2 separate regions of the Podarcis muralis genome follow, and region 1 is linked to region 2. A link is a contact called in public Hi-C data. All regions are on one chromosome and are shown on one strand. The core of a region is the stretch at or near the end of the contact, and the rest is flanking DNA. Distances in the headings are between cores, read along the strand shown.

What was found. A called contact is a pair of places that touch in the nucleus more often than the background predicts.
Region 1: a Hi-C map of tail shows a contact between it and region 2, with 2.2 times the contacts expected there. The contact joins the promoter of TSPAN2 here to the promoter of SIKE1 in region 2. A contact is called at or near these places in 2 of 3 Hi-C or Micro-C datasets (blood and tail).

Annotation. Positions count from the first base shown.
Region 1 is chr5:68,159,451-68,162,150 of rPodMur119.hap1.1, forward strand. TSPAN2 (tetraspanin 2) reads right to left here and starts at 1,252. Exons shown (of 8, transcript XM_028734610.2): 1 at 908-1,252. The coding sequence starts at 976.
Region 2 is chr5:67,960,207-67,963,106 of rPodMur119.hap1.1, forward strand. It overlaps SIKE1 (suppressor of IKBKE 1), which reads right to left and starts at 1,314. Exons shown (of 6, transcript XM_028734579.2): 1 at 1,128-1,314; 2 at 387-555; 3 at 168-273. The coding sequence starts at 545.

The sequences.
Region 1 (2,700 bases), core at 2-2,501, 200 kb after region 2:
ACTCAATATGTTTTTTTACTGTAACTGAGATATCATGGGTTAGATGAGGATGACAGATGATCCGTAACACACTGCTTCCTTCAAAACACACTTAACTTCACACAGCACTTTGCACTAGAAAACCTCAGCTTCATTTCCTTTGGATCAGTTTGTACCTGCCTGCTCCCCACTTTGAGAGCTGCACAAATTGATTGCACAAAACAGCCATTGCAGAAAGAGAGTATCTACAAAAGAGAGGATCCGACGGAAAAAGGAAGCCTGTCCTTCCCCACTGAAGTATCCCACATATCTAGCAGCTGTTAGGTTAGCCTCCCCGTGATCAGAAGCAGAGGGATGCGCAGGGCAGAGCGGTTGCACACCAGCCCATGTTATTGCAATTTCGCTCTAGCAGGCTCAAGAGATCATGAAGGGTGGCATGTAGTAGGGGGTTGTGCAACGAAGGATGGTCAAGGGGGGAGAGAGAAACCGACTGGCTGGGATTGTGCTACAGTTTATCAGCACGTACGTAAGCGTGTCGGTTTGCAGCCTGAAGGAGCAAGATTCTTAGCTGACAGCAAAAGGCTTACTCGGTTTGCTCTTCCCGATGAAGTGGAGGCGCGGGAAAGCTCAGTTAGCAGGGAATGAGACTCTTCATCTCAGGGTCGTGAGTTCGAGCCCCGCACTGGGCAAAAGAGCCCTGCATCGCAGGGGGTTGGACTAGATGACCCCCGTGGTCCCAGCTCCACGATCTATGAAACAGCCTCTCTCTGCCCCATCACCAGACTTTACTGCTCGCCTTTCGCGGGCATTCTGAATCCCATTCAATCTCTCCCCGCTTCTTTGACCACTGCTTCCCACAGCCCCGTAGTCCCCGATCGCCTTTTGCTCCCCGGCTCGTTCTCCCCGGCCGCGATCGCCCCGCACTGACCCAGAAGATGAAGTTGAAGATGAAGAGCAGGAACTTGACGCAGCGCATCCCTCCTTGCACTCTCCCCATGGCCGGCGTCTCTCTCGCAGCTGCAGCAGCGGCACCACACGCTCCTTCGCCAACAGCTCGCCGCTGCTAACAGACGCCTTCGCCCGCGGTGGCTGCCCGGCTGCGAGGGCGGGGCCTGCGAGGAGGAGGCAGGTGCCGGGCGGGGCAGAGGGAGCGCGCGCAGGGCGGGCAGCGCGGAGCGGAGCCGGAGACGCCTCGGGGGTCCCTCGCCCGGGCTCAGCGGACAGGAAAAGAGGCGCCCTGAACTTCAGCTGCCCGGAGAAGAAGACCAGCCCCAGGCCCCCTGTCCCGGAAGAAGCCTCGCACTCTTGTCCAAAATGAGCACAGGATTCGCGACAGTTTCCTGTCCTCGTCGCTCAGCCCCGCTCGTGGAAACAGATCCCCAGAGTAAGTTTGGGCACCAATCCAGGCTTTCACGCCACGCATCCCAACAGCGGCCAGATCTACAGGTGCAAGAGAGCGAGGTGGCAGAACGGCCTCCCCTCCCCTTTAAAAGCACCACCACATTTCAACCACGTGGAAACCCACAAACGCACAACTCCCTGCAAATAGAAAACTTGCACGCTGGGCTGAAAACGAGCCCAGCTCTTCTTCCGCATTGCTTCCTTGTCAGAATATGTGCCTTGGAAAAGGCAATCTGCCGTCGGAAGCGGTGCAGTCCCTGCCACCTCTTCCGACTGTTTCATTCTGCTGCTTGTGTGCAGAATGACCCCGGTAGCTGTCCATGTTGACTATGTTGAAAAAAGGTGTTTAAATCACCTTTGACCTTCCAGCTGTTGTTGGACTCCAACTCCCGTGGGCTGCAGCCAGTACACCATTGGAGAGGAATGATGGGAGCTATAGTTCAGCACCATGGGCGCAACATGGGGAGGCCTGGACTGCAAATCCCACCACCACTGATCACTGGTCATGCTGGCTGGGGTTGGTAGGAGTTGGAGTCCAGTGACATTTGTAGGGCCGCAGGGTAGCCACAGATGCTCTATGCTGCCTGGCAGACACTCTCCAGAATTCTGAATTGCAGACTTTCCTAGCTCTTCCCTTTCCAGGTGAGCCTAAAATACCTTCTACATGCCAAGTATGTTGTCAACCAGACAACCACTGAACTGTGCTCCTTATCATGGAGTATTTGGGAGTCAGGCGAGATGTAATGATTCGGAGGCCATTAGTCTAAATCATTAGTCTAAATCTAAATCAGAATGAGGCCTGGCACGAAACACGTTGTGTAATCTGCACTCAGCCAACAATTTATACAACAGGCATTCCTCTGCTCCAGCAGTCCTGTGTGACTTGAGGGCATGTCCACAAATCCCCAATTTCTGAGGAAGGGTTGACTGGTTTCCCAGATTAGAGAATGTCTCAAAATTATAAACTATCACTCAGTTCAGCCCCAGACTCTGTTTGAACTGCCCAGATGCTTCTCTTACTGCCAATAAAGTGCCCCGTGCCCTAAGCCACACCTCCTGGGAAAGCCCAGGGCATCCTCAATGACTGCTTGTGTTGTGGGTAGGGAACCTCCTGGTTGTCAGTCTGACTTGTCAGCACCCGTGAAGGCGAGATGGTTGCCGTTGGCTGTGTTAACTCTGTTGCAATTTGTTTTTCCAGTCGTCAGGGGAGCTAAGAATCTGGGACGGAAGCCCTCTTGGAAAGCTACTTTTTAGGCTCCCTGGCAGGAAAGTTAAAAGATGCAGGCAGTTTGTAGGGCACTCAGTGGACTACAGAATCCG
Region 2 (2,900 bases), core at 64-2,563:
TAATCCTGTTTAGAGCTGTGACTAGACCACACAGGCATGGATGCTCTTTACATCCTTCAGTTCAAGACAACCATCAGTGGTGCAGGCTTGCATTATGTTCTGGTTAACCCTTGCAGCCAAACAAGTCACTTGAGGGCTCATAGTTACCTCGCTAACACAATGCTCACCTCTGTTTTCCTGCTGCAAGTCTCTGATCTGAGTGTTCTCCTGAGATAGCAGAATATGAGGTTTGTATTTAGACATGTCCTTCAGCTCAGCTCCGTCCTCTTGATACTTGTAAAGGAAAGATGGTCCATGTGAACCCAGAGCAGTCTAATAATATCCATACAACATTCCACTCACCCCGACCCACGTTTTCACGCTGACACTGCTGGGTCCGTACTCACCTTGTGCGAAAGAGGCGTGCCGGCCTCCTTCATGGACACAACCCGCTTGTGCAACATGGTAGACTGGTCAATGAGAGACTCAGCTGCGTTGTCGTGGTCTTTCAGCCTTTCCAGCAGGGTCCTTGCATCGGTCAGGATCTTCTCTATAGTACAGGCCATTGTCAGGGAACTGAAAGGAGAACGGATCGGGTTAAGATTCAAGAGCTATCAAAGCCAGGCTCAGAGTATGTGAGGCTTTGAAATATGTGGTGTAACGGTTAAGAGTGTTGGACCAGGACCTGGGAGATCAGGGTTCGAATCCCCCCTCAGCCATGAAGCTCACTGGATGGCCTTGGGCCACTCCCCATCGTTTAGCCTAACCTACCTCACAGGGTTGTGGAGAGGATGAAGCAGAGAAGAGGAGAACCAGGTACACCACATAAATGTAATAAATAAATATTACGGTGGGGTGTTTTTTGGGAGGGCGGAGGTACGAAAGCACTAGAGGAGGCTGGGACACAGAACTGGCCACACGACATGGGTGCCCCAAGCTCCACTCTGTGTGCTCTAGGGAGGTCTGTGCCCTAGGAAGGGCAGACAAGCAGGGTCCGGTTTTAGTGGCAGCACCTTCCGCGTCCAACATGGAGTGAATGGGAGAAAGGAGGCAACATAGCATTGCGGCCGTTCCCAGTCCCGGGAGACCCCGAGGCAGCCCCTCGCCCTTCCCAGGAGGCGACCCCCGGTCCGCGCCCTCCTACTTACCCCCTCCGGCCGCGCCTCCCGCTCCGGCTTCCCTCCCTCCGGACGTCAGCGAAGAGGGTCCCGGCTCCGAGGCACACTAGGGGGCGCAGAGGTCACAGGCTCCGCGCTCCGGCCGCCGCCGCTTCCGGTATGAAGTTTCCTTCCTCTCCGAGTCAAGGGAAATTCATAGCTCTCCGGAGAAACTTCCGGTTTCCGGTTGTAGGCGGCGGGCGCTTCGCCGAGGCTCCCCTTTGGGTTGCGGAAATCCAACAGGTGGAGCCGTCCTGTTCCTTTGGCGGAGCAGCGACCGGGGAAGGCTGCGCCTGCAGCATCTCTCCGGCCTGCAGCCTCGTAAGGGGCCCGGCGGTTCCGCTAGCAGGAGCTAAACGCTCAAGATCAGTTGTCAGGCGCAGCCTCGTAGCTTGAAAGCTCCGTGTCAAGTTCTGGTTCAGGCATCGGTTGCGCGCGACCACGTCCGTGGGTTTGATTTCGTTATTCACAGCCGCAGTCCTGTACCTACTTGCCATGTAGGGCTTGCTTCTGAGTAGACATGTATAAGGATTGCGCTGTAAGCGAGAATCCTCTGCTCATCGAGGGGGGTAGGGGAGACCGCATTGGAGGCAATGGATTTACTTTTGAGTAGGCACGTGTAGGCTTGTGCTGCTCTTTAAAATCAGTTCAAATGCAGCGCTTTCCAATTCCATTTGTTTTAGCAAGCCATTACCCAGCCATGTGCGCACCTATCCCATCTGCCTGCCTTCCTTCTAGCTGTCCGTTTACAATCCCTTTTCTGCCTGTCAAATCTGCAGCATGAAATGTTGCTTTAAATTCTGCCGGCTGGAGTCATTCAAACTGCGGAACAGAAGTAGAGAAAAGAAGCAGGACTATTCCCATCAACTCTGCTGAGAGGCTAGCTTTTTTTTTGGCCCTCCCTTTAACTGCCATCTAGTAACAGTCATTGCATTGACTGCCCTGTTTTCATTCCAGCAAGTCCTTATAAGAATTGTAGCTAGTGCACAAGCTTTCTGTTTTCCTCCACCCTCCTCATTTCCCTATCCTTGCGTGCCCCAATGCTGATTCAGTGGTGTCCGTGTCACCCAACTCCCTCCCCCATTACTCTCTTTACCATCCAGGTCCTGCTTCAAACTCCCAAGTATTTTTTTGCTTGATTGGAACTTCTCTTGCTTGTCTGGATGGACAAGAGGGAGGGTGTGTAGAAACCAGCCTATGGTACAATGGCAAAATTTACATTTGATGTTCTGCCGACTTCTGCTGCTTACCACTGGTGCATGGCTCTCTGGAGAATGTCCAGGAGACTACAACTGTCTGGCTGAAAAGATTCCCCACCCTAACCTAGCCTGATAAAAGAACTTGAAAGTTTGCACATTATTTTGGTTGCCTGAAGGTGTTACCCTAATATGTCTTTTTTTGCATTTTGATCTTGTCTTTTAACTTGGCAAACCTGAGAGCAGTGACTATATTACTTATTATCTGTAAGTTGTTCCAAGATCCTTTTTTAAAGTCCATTGTAAAAAACAATTTAAATAATTATTATTTGATTTGAGGAGACAGTAGTACCGAATTTCCCAAAGTCTGATTCTAGCAAACCTGTATTTACAAAAAAATAAAAATAAAAAATCAATTGGATTGACACATGGAATCCTTGCTTTTAACTTCTCCTGTTGGTTCTATCTTCCTAGCCCTAATGTTTTCTTTAAAACAACCCAGATTTCAGTCCCAAAAAACAAGGACAGAGCAAATTAGCTTCTTTAGGCAGTGGTCATGTTGCCAAGA